Linked DNA regions of Mus musculus: regions 1 and 3 are each linked to region 2. A link is a contact called in public HiChIP or PLAC-seq data. All regions are on one chromosome and are shown on one strand. The core of a region is the stretch at or near the end of the contact, and the rest is flanking DNA. Distances in the headings are between cores, read along the strand shown. Region 1 has its middle 7.3 kb from the start of Gm33308. Region 2 overlaps Prkar2b (protein kinase, cAMP dependent regulatory, type II beta). Region 3 has its middle 25 kb from the start of Gm40374.

Region 1 (4,428 bases), core at 726-3,225, 230 kb after region 2:
GTATGTCCCCCTGTCACATGCAAGGTTCAGGGAAACTAGCCCTTACAGTAAGTGGCTTTTTTCCTTTCTTCCTTCCTTCTTTTCTTTCTTTCTTTCTTTCTTTCTTTCTTTCTTTCTTTCTTTTTTTTTTTTCTGAGGCAGGGTTTCTCTTTATAGCACTGGCTGTCCTCGACCTGGCTCTGTAGACCAGGCTGGCCTTGAATTCACAGTAATCTATTTGCTTCTGCCTGCCAAGTGGTGGGATTAAAGGCATGTTCCACCAATAACCAGCAGTGCATTATTTATTAAAATAGGCTTGTATATTTTAAGATTATAACATAATTACACCATTTTCTTCATCCCTGCCCTTCACCCACCATAGCACTTGGGAGAATGGGCTCTACAACTCACTTGAGCAGCAGAGTAGAGCTGGCCTTGGTAGTGTGTGTAGTGTGTGTGTGTGTGTGTGTGTGTGTAAACTGACCCTGAGGAGTGAGGGTGGGAGGGAGGGAGAGCTGTCTCTGACACTCCTCTGCCATGAGGTTGGTAGGGGGAAGAGGTATGCCCTCTGCTCCCTTGCCCCTTGACATCTGAGGCAGTTGGGAGAGCCGACCCTGCCTCCTGCCTGATTGAGCCATTTGGCAAGCTAGCCAGAGCAGTGCTGGAGTGCTTGCCCTGGAGGGATAAGGAAGAACACACATGTTGAGCAGCAGAGACAACACCCAGGTGCAGATCCAGCACTCTGAACTGGCCTACCCCAAAATCTCTATCATCAGTGAACAGTTGGGATGTGTGCAAGGGTCCCACTGTCCCAAAGCTAAGAAAGATCTCCATAAATGCTCACCATCACTAGAAATTAGAAAAATGTGAATCAAGACCACTTTGAGATTTCATCTTACCCTACTCAGAAAGGTGTGTTCTTCTCGAGGACCCCTGTTACGGGCCAAGCACATTGGGGACATTCTGTTGACTACTGTTCTAGTTTGCTTTCTGTTGCTGAGCTAGAACTCTGACCAGAAGCAACCTCTGGAGGAAAGGGCTTATTTCTCTTATAGGTTACAGGCAATCATCAAGGAAGACAAAACAAAGATGGGGAGAGAACTGAAGTGAGACCGCTGTAGAAGAAATTACTTACTGCCTTGCTTCTCCTGGCTTGCTCAGCTATCTTTTTAAATTCAGCCCAGGCCCATCTGCCTCGGGGGATGGGGGAGGAGGCAGCATCCACAGTGGGCTGCACCTTCCTACATCAATCAACAATTAAGAAGCTGCGTCAAAAGCACAGCCATAGGCTAATCAGATGGAGACAGTTACTCAATTAAGACTTTGTCTTCCCAGGTGTGTCAAGTTGCCAACTATGATTAGCCAACAGAAACATGAGAATGCAGACTGCAGGCTGGTCTATGTCTGCCGTCCAGAATGGCTACAGTCTGAAACCAAGGCACTCGTCTTCTAGCCAAGCACACCAAGTAATTCTAATGCACAGCTCACACCACTAGAATCCCTGCTATGTGAGTGCAATGTGAATTAAGATCGGAATTACTTTTGGTCCAAGTGGTAATGGAGACAGATAGTTTCATGGGGGGATAATTTGAACTGAGGCTGTAGCCAGGTTGTCTTAAGTAGGACATCCACCAGGAAGTGTTCCAGGATGGAGGAGTGGCTGGCCAGGTGAAGAAGCACAGAGGGCCAGTCGTTGTCCCACAGAGGAAGCTCTGTTCTGGGTTGCAATCAGCAAGTCACCTACTTCAAGAACTGCCAGGGCCCAGTCCTCCTTCCTGCATGGTCTATTCTGCAGTCCTCCAGGCTACCCTCTCACGTGATATTGGAGAGGGACTGAGGTATGCAAAGCTGATTTTTCTTTCTGCTCCCTTGTCAGAGAGTTAGCTAAACTCGCTGGCTTTTTGCCTTCTGTCAAGTCGGCTGTTCTCTGAATCCAAGCAGAAGTATGAGAATTTTTTTTTCCACTCTGGCTGGAATTCTGCTGTTCTCACCACTTTGAGAAAGCCACAAGCTAGCAGACTCAATTTCCAAACGAAAAGCAGCGCTCTCCACAGTACCCCTGCAGTGTATCCAGGAGGCCAGCATATGGCCTAAACAGCACATTTTGTAGCTCTGCAGCCTTTGGGGTGAGCATGTGACATGTAGTAGTTAAGTTGTCACAAAGAACTCAAACGCCTGAACCAATAGTTGCACCCGGGATGGGTTCATACTGCCCTTTCTAGGCTACACGGAGACTGCCATTAAAATAAATGCAAGTCTTTAATGATTGGCTTGGCAGCTTCTCACTAGTTTTCAGCTAATGTTATGTGAGACACTGAAGGAGGCAGAGGCATTCATGTCCCTGTGGAGTCTAGGGACTGGTCTCACTGTCTTAGTTAGGGGTTTATTGCTATGAACAGACACCATGACCAAGGTAAGTCTTACAAATGATAACATTTAATGGGGCTGGCTTACAGGTTCAGAGGTTCAGTCCATTATTATTAAGGCAGGAACATGGCAGCATCAAGGCAGACATGGTGCATGGGGAGCTGAGAGTTCTATATCTTCATCTGAAGGCTGCTAGCAGAATACTGACTTTCAGGCAGCTAGGATGAGAGTCTTAAAGGCCACGCCCACAGTGACACGTCTACTCCAAAAAGGGCCACACCTACTCTAACAGGGCCATACCTTCTAATAGTGCCACTCCCTGGGCCAAGCATATACAAACTATCACACTCACCATTCATCAGACCAGCCCTACCCTTCTCTATAATTCCACCAAACACTGCTGCTTCCCTGATAGCCCTCCCTCCACACATAGAAGGTTGCAGCAGAAAGACCACGGTGAGTCTGCCTGGACCAAGATGTAGGCCCTGGTGTGATGGACACTGTGGTGCACTGTTGCATGTTCTCCCAGGAAGAATTTATCCTGATTCCAGGAGTGCAGCCAGTTATCAGCTGCCAGCTCTGCAAGAACTGCTGTAGTTCCATGCCCCCCAGCTCCAGCCCTAGCCCCGTGCATGCTTTGTGGTCCATAGCCAGTAATCAATACTGGTGAGCCTCTGGCCCTGCTTCCCACCCCTGCTTCTCTGGTGCTATCCAAGAGAATTCACGTATTGCCTTCATAGCCTTAGCTTGCAGAGAGCCCAACTCCTGACACACAGTGGTTTACACTGAGGCTGGCAGGCTCCTAAGCCCCATGACCCAAAAAGCAGTACTTAACTCCCTCATTTTCAAATTGGCATTACTAATTTCTAGACTGGCTTGTTGTGAACATGCATGACTTTATATATGGTGCAGAATAATCCTTCATGATTTTTAGATACCATAGTTCTTGGTCAAGTTCCTCAACTTGTTTGAGGGTCTTTATCAACCCAAACTTGCAAATATGCTGGTAGCTCAGTGGTAGAACATGTACCTAGTACGCATGAGTCAATTCCTGCATCAAAAATAAAACTCAAGTCTGCAAACAGTGCCACTTGAAACTGAGAGTTTTTGTAAGGATTAAATGGCATAAAGCATGAATATGTCACACACTGAACAGACACGCCCATACACTTACATGTGTGACATTCTGAACAGATACCCTCCTTATATATGTGACACTCTAAACAGACACACCCCACCCTTACAAATGCCACACTCTGAAAAGATACGCCCACACCCTTACATATGTGATACACTGAACAGACATGACTCCACTCTTACATATGTGACACACTGAACAGACATGCTCACACCTTTACATAGGTCACACACTGAACAGACATGGCCCCACCCTGCATATGTGACACACTGAACAGACATGGCCCCAACCTTACATAAGTGATACACTGAATAGACTGGCCCTACCCTTACATATGTGACACACTGAAAAGACATGCCCACACCCTAACAATTGTGACACACTGAATAGATAAGGCCCCACCCTTACATATGTCACACACTGAACAGACATGTCCCCACCCTGTATATGTGATACACTGAACAGACATGCCCACAACCTGCATATATCACAATCGGAACAGAGATGCTCACGACTTTATTTGTGACACACTGAACAGACATGCCCCCCACACTTGCATATGTCACACACTGAACAGACATGGCCCCACACTTACATATGTGACACACTGAACAGACATGGACCACCCTTACATATGTGACACATTGAACAGACATATCCCCACCATTGCATATGTCACACACTGAACAGACATGCCCACACAGTTATATATGTGACACACTGAACAGACATGGCCCCACACATACATATGTGACACACTGAACAGACACGCCCCCACCCTTACAAATGTGACCAACTGAAAAGACATTCCCACACCCTAACATTTGTGACACACTGAATAGACATGGCTCCACCCTTACATATGTGACACACTGAGTAGACATGTCCCCATCCTGCATATGTGATACACTGAACAGACATGGCCCCACCATTACATATGTGAC
Region 2 (4,051 bases), core at 458-2,957:
AAATAATTAAGATATGTATTCATGTATGTTATTAATATTTTTAAATTACTCTTTGAGGGGCTAAGAGTACAGCTCAGTTGGTAGAGTGCTTGCCCAGTATGCAGGAGGCCCTAGAATCAATCCCAGGCACCATAGCAACCCGGTGTGACGGCAGCTCTGAGGAGGGAGAAGCAGGAGAATTAGGAATTCAAGGCTGCACAGTGGATCAGAGGCCAGTCTGGACTACATGAGATACTCTTAAAAAAAAAAAGTAAATAAGGTTTCATTTTCGATTAAGAACTTTGCTGTTCAGTAATATCTTATAAAATGTTTTTATAGTCATTTGCAATGCAGGTGTATATTGTATATTTATAAAAAACGTATGCATAAAAGATGGCTGTCAAGGTGGATACCAATGTTTACATAGCAGGTACTGCTCTATAGAAAGATTATGACTATTCTTATTTTCCTACCTACCCTTCCATGTTTTTTTTTTCACTTTACAATCAGAAAGGCAGGCAGATCTCTGTGAGTTCAAAACCGGACTGGTCAACAGATTGAGTCCCAGGACAATAGGGCTATTCAGAGAAACTTTGTCTGGAAACCCATCATCATCATCATCACCACCATCATCACCATCATAATAATTTAAAATGTATTCTCAAACATCTTTAAACATCCATACTTCAAAAAGATTACTAAATTGCCTCAAATTATTCCCATCTCAGGTACAAGAAGGAATTAAAACCACAAGAACGGTATCTTACTAACCATCTTTTTTTTTTTAAGGTATCTCATCTTTTCTCAAATTGGCTTTAATATTTTATACTTCCTAAAAACATACCATCTCTAAAACTAACAGAATCAAGGTGCCAAATTTTTCCCAAATACTTTAGGAAAATAACTCATTAACAATGCCACAGTAAAACTAAAAACTGTTTCTAATAAAACTAACACCATTTATTTGAAAGAACAACATGGTGGGTAGGATGCAGCCCAGTGATCCAGTGGTTGACTAGCACAGAAGGGCCACTCCTCAGTATGAACACCACGTCTATCTCATTCCTGTAATTTTTATGCAGCAAAAAAAAAAAAAAACATCTTTAGCCAGACATGGTGGCACATGCCTTGCACCCCAGCATTTGGGAGGTAGACCTCCGAGTTCTAGGCCAGTCTGGTCTACACAGCAAGTTCCAGGACAGCCTAGTGGAATGAGGAACGTGGTAGGTCCTGCCCCACCCCCACCACCAAAAAGGCAGAGAGGAGTTATCCGGAACTTAGGGGAGGAAATCAGCACTCTGGAAATGAAAGGCATATGATATAGAAGCATTTATTCATAAAAAGACCAGATTTTCAGTTAACACAGTGCAAATCACTGGCATCCCTGCCCAAGGCTGCTCGCTATGCCATTCTAGGTGAACATGGAAACAGACAAAAAACAAAACAAAAACAGACAACACACACTACACACACACACACACACACACACACACACACCACACACACACACAAACACACACACACCACACACACACACACACCACACACCATACACCACACACACACACACCACACACACACACACAAACACACACACACCACACACACACACACACACCACACACCATACACCACACACACACACACACACACACACACTCACTTACCACACACAGTTCCTGCCCTGAGCACTGCTGGTTACAGTGACCTGGGTGAAAGACAAGCAAGAGGCCTGAAGCTTAGAGAGCATAAGATGGTGTCATCCCTAGATTCAGTAAACTAACTAGAAATGTAACGGAAAGCGAGACAGTTAGGAGTCTGGTTACTTTCCCATGTGTCTGAGCTGTGGTTATGCTTTGTGGGGACATAGAAGAAACTGGCAGGGCCCAAGCCGTCTACCTACACCTGGAAGTCAACAGGGCAATAGAGACCATCTCTGTGCAGGCAGAGGGGACATGAGATGACCCAGCAGAGAGTAAATGCCAAACCTCCCCTTGAAAACTGCCTGAAATTTAAATGTTCCCAAACTCACACAGGATCTGTCAGCTGTGAGTGGCTTTTGACCATAACATCAGGCAGACACAAGCCAACCCTCAAAGCCACAAACCACAGCGAGCTGGAACACAGGAATTTAAGCACAGACAAGTCGGCTCTCCCACCTGCCAGGAAGCAACAACCTGGAGAGGGGAGCTCGGGAGCCAGAAACATTACCGTAAAGATCCTAAACTGTCCACAACCTGGAGAGGGGAGCTCAGGATCCAGAAACATTACCGTAAAGATCCTAAACTGTCCACAACCTGGAGAGGGGAGCTCAGGATCCAGAAACATTACCGTAAAGATCCTAAACTGTCCACAACCTGGAGAGGGGAGCTCAGGATCCAGAAACATTACCGTAAAGATCCTAAACTGTCCACAACCTGGAGAGGGGAGCTCGGGATCCAGAAACATTACCGTAAAGATCCTAAACTGTCCAGCTCTTAGCAAACATGACACATGCAGAGAAAAAGTAGATGTGACCCACAGGCTACAAAGAACTGACTGGACACAGAGAAGACTTCAAAGAGGCTATTTCCTTCGTGGAGGCAGAGGAAACCATATCTGATCGGCTGATCAGTGATTCAGTAATCAGCTTCATTAAAGAGAAAATTACAAGAAGGGGTCACAGGGAAAACGTGTTGAAAAATGTAACAACTCGGGTTTGGTTTGGTTCTGAAGTCATTAGAACAGCTCAATGGAAGGAAGAATCGAAGACTAGGGCTAGAGGGATGGCCAGTGAGTAAGTGCTTGCTGCGCATGCGTGAGGTCCATTTCACGTCTCCAGCACCCAAGTAAAGCCAGGTATGGCAGGACACACAGGTAAGCCCAGCACTGGAGAGTGGAGAGACAGGAGGGTCCCAGGGACTCAATGGCCAGTCAGCAAACGGGTTCAGTGAGAGACCCTATCTCAAATAGTAAGGTAGAAAGTGACCGAGGAAGAGGCCGACCATCAACCTCTGGTCTTCACATACACATGCACAGGCAAGTATTTCTGCATCTCTATGTGCACACGTGCATACGGTTCTATAGACACTAAACAAGTGGAGCCAATGTTAAAAGCAGAATCAAAGAACTTGAAAGGCAGATCAATAGAAATTATTCCACTGGAAAAATGAGAGAGCAAAGATGAGTTGTCTAAGAACCCTGTGAAACACTGTGCACCACACTGACAGCGTGTGGAAGTCCCTCTCAAACATGCTACAAAGAGGAGAGGAAGAAACTCTCAGAGATGTTGGCAAACGCTGGGGGTTGGTCTGTCACTATGTATGCCATTGCTAAAGTCTCAACCCCAAGATCTGGTTGTTGTCCAGACAAGTGTGTTCTCACATACACTGGCCTTTGTTGGGTAACCCTTGCTCCCCAGTTTAAAGCTATTGGTTAATAAAAGGCTAGAGCCTGTGATTGGATAGTAGAGAGAGAGAGGTGGAACTTAAAAATCGAATGAGAGAGACCACGGGAAGATGGAAAAAGAAGACAAAGAGATCAGGAGGCCTCCATTAGACAAGATGGACCAGCAGCACGTGGCCCAGAGAAGTGCACCCCAAGGACAGCTGATGGAGCAAAAGCAGCCTGAGCGAGACTCAAACAGTGAGTCACAAGGGACAAAGGGTTTGTATATGTGAGAGAACAGCACAGAACCCGCCCAACCTAGGCTTATAGCTTGTAAACAAAATACCAAGTTTCTGTGTCTTTTATGTGGGCTAGATAGACTATATAATTCATCTATAGGCAAACAAGTTTTACAGTTTTATAACAGTATTTACCTAAGATAGTATACACATCTCTAATCTCAGCATTATGAGGTATAGGGAAGAGGATAAGAAGTCCAAAGCCATGCTGGGCAACTGTCTTAGTCAGGGTTTCTATTCCTGCACAAACATCATGACCAAGAAGCAAGTTGGAGAGGAAAGGGTTTATTCAGCTTACACTTCCATATTGCTGTTCATCACCAAAGGAAGTCAAGACTGGAACTCAAGCAGGTCAGAAAGCAGGAGCTGAAGCAGAGGCCATGGAGGGATGTGCCTTACTGGCTTGC
Region 3 (4,341 bases), core at 1,818-4,317, 160 kb after region 2:
TGCATGGATTAGAATAGTTCTTCAGAGAAGCTTGACGCTATTTTGAAGATTTCTTATTATCTGATATTGAATGGAAATTATTTTTGCTTTGAAGTCTTATTGGAGAAACATCTGTAAAGAACTCCTGGAAGTCACACACCAAGGATGGACCCACCAAATACCCCAATTCCAGAGATTCTTCAGGCTTTCTTGGAAAAGAACAACCCAATAATAGGTAACATTATTGAGTGATAACTCCTGGCCAGACTGTAGACCCACCTACTCTTCTCATTTAGTCTTTCATTTAATTGGACAGCAAATCTGTAGAGTCAGTACTGTGTCTCTGTGCTTTACTGTAAATACGAGAGTCAACAGTGAAGAGATGGGATAACTTATTCAGGTGAAAATTGCCTCTTGGTTTTAGATGACCTAACACCAAAGTCTGTACCCACTCTTTATCCTGTCCCATCTATTTTAAATTGCTACTACCTCCCTTGCTCCAACTGGAAAATAAATTTTTCTAAATTGCTGTACTGTGTTCACAACCTAACCTGTTTACTCTGCATCGCTTCCTGGACCGGTGACTCTCGGAATCTTTTAGTTATTTTTTTCCTCATTAATTTATTTATTCATTTTGTATCCCAATTTCAGGCCCCTCCCTATTCTCTTCCCAGTCCCACCCTTACCAATCGCTCCCCCAATTGTCCCCTCTCCTTCCCTGATGAGAAGGGGAAGCTCCCCTTTGAGTACCATCTCCGCCTGAGACATCTAGTCCCAGCAAGACTAATCTTCTACTGAGACCCAACCAGGCAGTCCAGGTAGGGGAAGGGTACCCAATGGCAGGCAACAAAGTCAGAGACAGCCCCCATTTCGATTGTTAAGTAACCCACATGAAGACCAAGCTGCACATCTGCTCCAAATGTGTAGGGGGCCTAGGTACAGCCCCTGCATTCTCTTCGGCTGGTGAGGCAGTCACCGTGAGCCCCCAATGGGCCCAGGTTAGTTGACTCTGTAGGTCTTCTTGTGGTGTCCTTGACCCGTCTGGCTTGCTCAATTCTATCTCACACTCTTTCACAAGGTTTCTTTACCTCTGCCTGATGTTTGGCTGTGGGTCTCTGCATCTGTTTCCATCAGTTGCTGGAGGAAGCCTCTCAGGAGACACTTATACTAGGCTCCTGTCTGCAACCATAACAGAATATCATTAATAGCATCAGGGGCTGGCTCTCTCCCATGGGATGGGTCTCAAGTTGGGACAGACATTGGTTGGTCATTCCCTCAATCTCTGCTCTATCTTTATTCCTGCACATTTTGTAAGTAGGACAAATTTTGGGTTGAAGAAGGTTTTGTGGGTGGGTTGATGTCCCCTTCCCTCCACTGGAAGTCCTGCCTGGATACAAGAAGTGGCCACTTCAGTCTCCATATCTACCACTGATAGAAATCACAGCTAGGATCACCTCAATAGATTCCTCAGAGCTTCCTCCATCCAAGATCTCCAGCCAGTTCCAGAGATGCTCCTCATCGATTTCTGTTCTCACTACAAGCCCTCTCCTTCACCCCCTCCCCACATCTGAACCTCACCCCTGTTCCCCTCCTCACACCCTCTCTCACCCAGTTCCTTCTCTCCATTCACTACCCATGACTATTTTGTTTCTGCTTCTAAGGGCCTCCTTGTTACTTAGTTTCTTTGGGTCAACATGAGAATATCAAGATCCATTCACTTGCCTGCAAATTTCATGATGTCTTTGCTTTTAATAGCTGAATAGTATTCCATTGTGTAAATGTACCACATTTGCTTTATCCATTCTTCAGTTGAGGGGATCAGGTTGTTTTTAGTTTCTGGCTATTATGAATAACGCTGCTATGATCATAGTGGAGCACATACCCTTGTGCTGTAGTGGGGCATCTTTAGAGTATATGCCCAGGAGTGGTATAGCTGGGTCTTAGAGTAGAACTATTCCAAAGTTTCTGAAAAACTGCCAAATTGATTTCCAGAGTGGTTGTACAAATTTGCACTTCCACCAGCAATGGAGGAGTGTTCCTCCTTGTTCCACATCCTTGTCAGCATCTGCTGTCACTTGAGTTTTTGACCTTAGCCACTCTGACTGATGTAAGATGGAGTCTCAGAGTCGTTTGATTTGCATTTCCCTGATGGCTAAGGATGTTGAATATTTCTTAAGTGCTTCTTGGCCATTAAAGGTTCCTCTGTTAAGAATTCAGAATCTTTTAAATTTCTGGAGGTTTAAGGCGCCAAGCCTATTTACTTACTGAAAGCCGGCAAATGTGTCCATTCACGTTGAGCAATTAGTACCTGAGGAAGGAGTTGCTCTTAAAGTGAGAGGCTGTTTTCTCTGGTGTCTAGAACTGTGAAACTGTGGACTGAGCACAGCTGGGGTGAGAACGGGGTGGGGTGGGGGTAGTCAAGGGTTTGGTACTTCTTTGTGGCTATGAGACTTCCTCAGGGGAAGCCCTTTGTAGCCACAGGGCTGGTAGCTTAACAGAACAAGTGCTTTGTGATGGTGCAGAGGAAAGGTGGTGTGTGTGTGTGTGTGTGTGTGTGTGTGCAGTGGGGACTTGTGTAGACTTACCTACCAAACACATCAGGTTGCAGAAAGCACTGTTCAACCATAAACCTTGCAATGGTCGGAAATGGTGGGTGGCTTTCTGCCAGACAATAGGAAGCTATTTTAATTCTAAAGTAAAACTAGAAGATTCTGGGGTCGATTGCCAGGCGATTGTTCCTCTGCTGAGAGGCACATGGTGCTTGCTGCTCCACACTGCAAAGTGGCCTTGCATCCCTTGATAGGCCACAGGCCCCCTGACTCAGAACCACACCGAGCCCCGCTTAGGGGATAATTCCTACTAAAGCAGCAGGCAGCAAGATTTACTCAGTTGTGTTAATGAGCAAATGCTTAGAAAAGAATCTGACATTAACAAGGAGTGAAAACAGGCTGTTTGCACCTCCTCAGGGGACTTCAGATGCGAGCTGGAAAGCCCAGCAGGACCACACAGGCAGCACCAGGTCTGCAGTTGGGAAGAGCTGCAGCAAGCAGGACTCTCCTGACTGACTTAGTGGCAGGTGGCACCTTCTTCAAAGCACTGCTATTGTTGAACAGAGATCAAGGCCAGTTTTAGCAGTGACTGATCACCATCAGGTAGGGATAAGGCTGAAGATTTCAAGGTCCCTGTTTTCAAATCCCAACTTCCAACAATAGCTTTGAAGCCACTGCTTGATAATAAGGCCTTCAAATTTAGTCCCTCTGCCGCCCTTTGAGCTTTTAGTGCAGCATGATCTACGTTAAGAGACAAAGAGACGATTGTCATTTGGAATGCATCTTTTTTCCCCAGAAAATGAAAATATTAATTTCTCCTGGTTAAGAAACTCGAAACGTCCCCAAATCCAAATGAAAAAAAGTTAATGCACAGAAAAAACTATCACTATTAATAGTATAAGCTATAGCTCCCAGACACTCAGGAGGCTGAGGCAGAAAGATCCCAAGCTCAAGGTCTGCCTGGGTTACAGTGTGAGTTCAAGGCAAGCCCCTGTAACTTAGGGCTATATAGTGAAATAAAAATAAAAATAAAAATAAAAATGGCTGAAGATACAGCTTATTGGTAGTGTTTGTCTTCCATGTGTAAGGCCTTAGATTCAATTCCCTAGTACAAAAAAACAAAAACAAACACCAGTGTGAGTATATATATATATATATATATATATATATATACTCCCAAACTTTTTATGTATGCACATACTTACCACCACTTACATTTTTAAATTGATTTTTGAGACAGAGTATCTAGCATAGGCTGGCCTCAAACTCCTTAAGTATTAGAGAATAACCTAGAATGTCCTCCTGCCCTTAACTTTCACGTTGGGATTAGAGGTGTGCACCATCATATCTAGTTTATTCAGGGCAAGTGGTTGAAGCCTCACTTGTGTGCACTCTAGGCAAGCACTATCAATTAGAGCCACATCCCCAGCTCTTAATTCAATGGCACTTAGCTAATTGATCTCCTGTAGAGAGACTTTAAGGGCTGTTTGCAAATTTTAGTTATTATAAAGAAGTATGGTGACTATTTTTATTCTCTTTTATTATTATTATTATTTTAGTGTGTGTGTGTGTGCGCACGTGCACATGTGTAGACTAGAGTCTACACATCAGGTATCCTTTATTACTCTTCATCTTAATTTTTTTAGGCCAGGCCTTTTACAACCTGAAGCTTACAGATCTGCAGCAGGCAAAGGGGCCTGGTGCACACAGAGAAGCACTGGAGAAGCCAGGAAAGTTAAACGCACTGCTCACCTCTTCAATGGAATGAAGTGCACAACTGTTTCTTCCTAGAGTGCCAGGAATGATGGAGTTT

Evidence for each region. HiChIP or PLAC-seq counts read pairs in DNA pulled down with a chosen protein or histone mark.
Region 1: a contact with region 2 is called in an H3K4me3 HiChIP or PLAC-seq map of bone marrow-derived macrophages, with 4 times the contacts expected there. The contact joins two enhancer-like sites. A contact is called at or near these places in 1 of 15 datasets of contacts at CTCF or cohesin (the NIH/3T3 cell line), 1 of 484 Hi-C or Micro-C datasets (bone marrow-derived macrophages), 5 of 115 datasets of contacts at active chromatin or transcription factors (the 230-238 cell line, the HPC-7 cell line, acute myeloid leukemia and 1 more) and 1 of 9 other capture datasets (bone marrow-derived macrophages).
Region 3: a contact with region 2 is called in an H3K27ac HiChIP or PLAC-seq map of T-cell acute lymphoblastic leukemia, with 2.7 times the contacts expected there. The contact joins two enhancer-like sites. A contact is called at or near these places in 1 of 484 Hi-C or Micro-C datasets (bone marrow-derived macrophages), 6 of 115 datasets of contacts at active chromatin or transcription factors (DN3 thymocytes, the HPC-7 cell line, T-cell acute lymphoblastic leukemia and 3 more) and 3 of 9 other capture datasets (adipose tissue, liver and pancreatic islet).

What each region holds. Positions count from the first base shown.
Region 1 is chr12:32,236,711-32,241,138 of GRCm38.p6, forward strand. No RefSeq gene overlaps it. Among named protein-coding and RNA genes, the nearest start is that of Gm33308, 7.3 kb to the right of the region's middle. Within about 2 kb of position 1,976, at least 21 of the 459 cell types and tissues checked have an H3K27ac peak or open chromatin away from gene starts, as enhancers often do. A contact at or near this core is called in bone marrow-derived macrophages, where this site is marked.
Region 2 is chr12:32,007,719-32,011,769 of GRCm38.p6, forward strand. The region is part of intron 2 of Prkar2b (protein kinase, cAMP dependent regulatory, type II beta); the gene reads right to left. Among named protein-coding and RNA genes, the nearest start is that of Prkar2b, 52 kb to the right of the region's middle. Within about 2 kb of position 1,708, at least 75 of the 459 cell types and tissues checked have an H3K27ac peak or open chromatin away from gene starts, as enhancers often do. A contact at or near this core is called in DN3 thymocytes, T-cell acute lymphoblastic leukemia, bone marrow-derived macrophages and 1 more, where this site is marked.
Region 3 is chr12:32,166,489-32,170,829 of GRCm38.p6, forward strand. No RefSeq gene overlaps it. Among named protein-coding and RNA genes, the nearest start is that of Gm40374, 25 kb to the left of the region's middle. Within about 2 kb of position 3,068, at least 68 of the 459 cell types and tissues checked have an H3K27ac peak or open chromatin away from gene starts, as enhancers often do. A contact at or near this core is called in DN3 thymocytes, T-cell acute lymphoblastic leukemia and memory CD8 T cells, where this site is marked.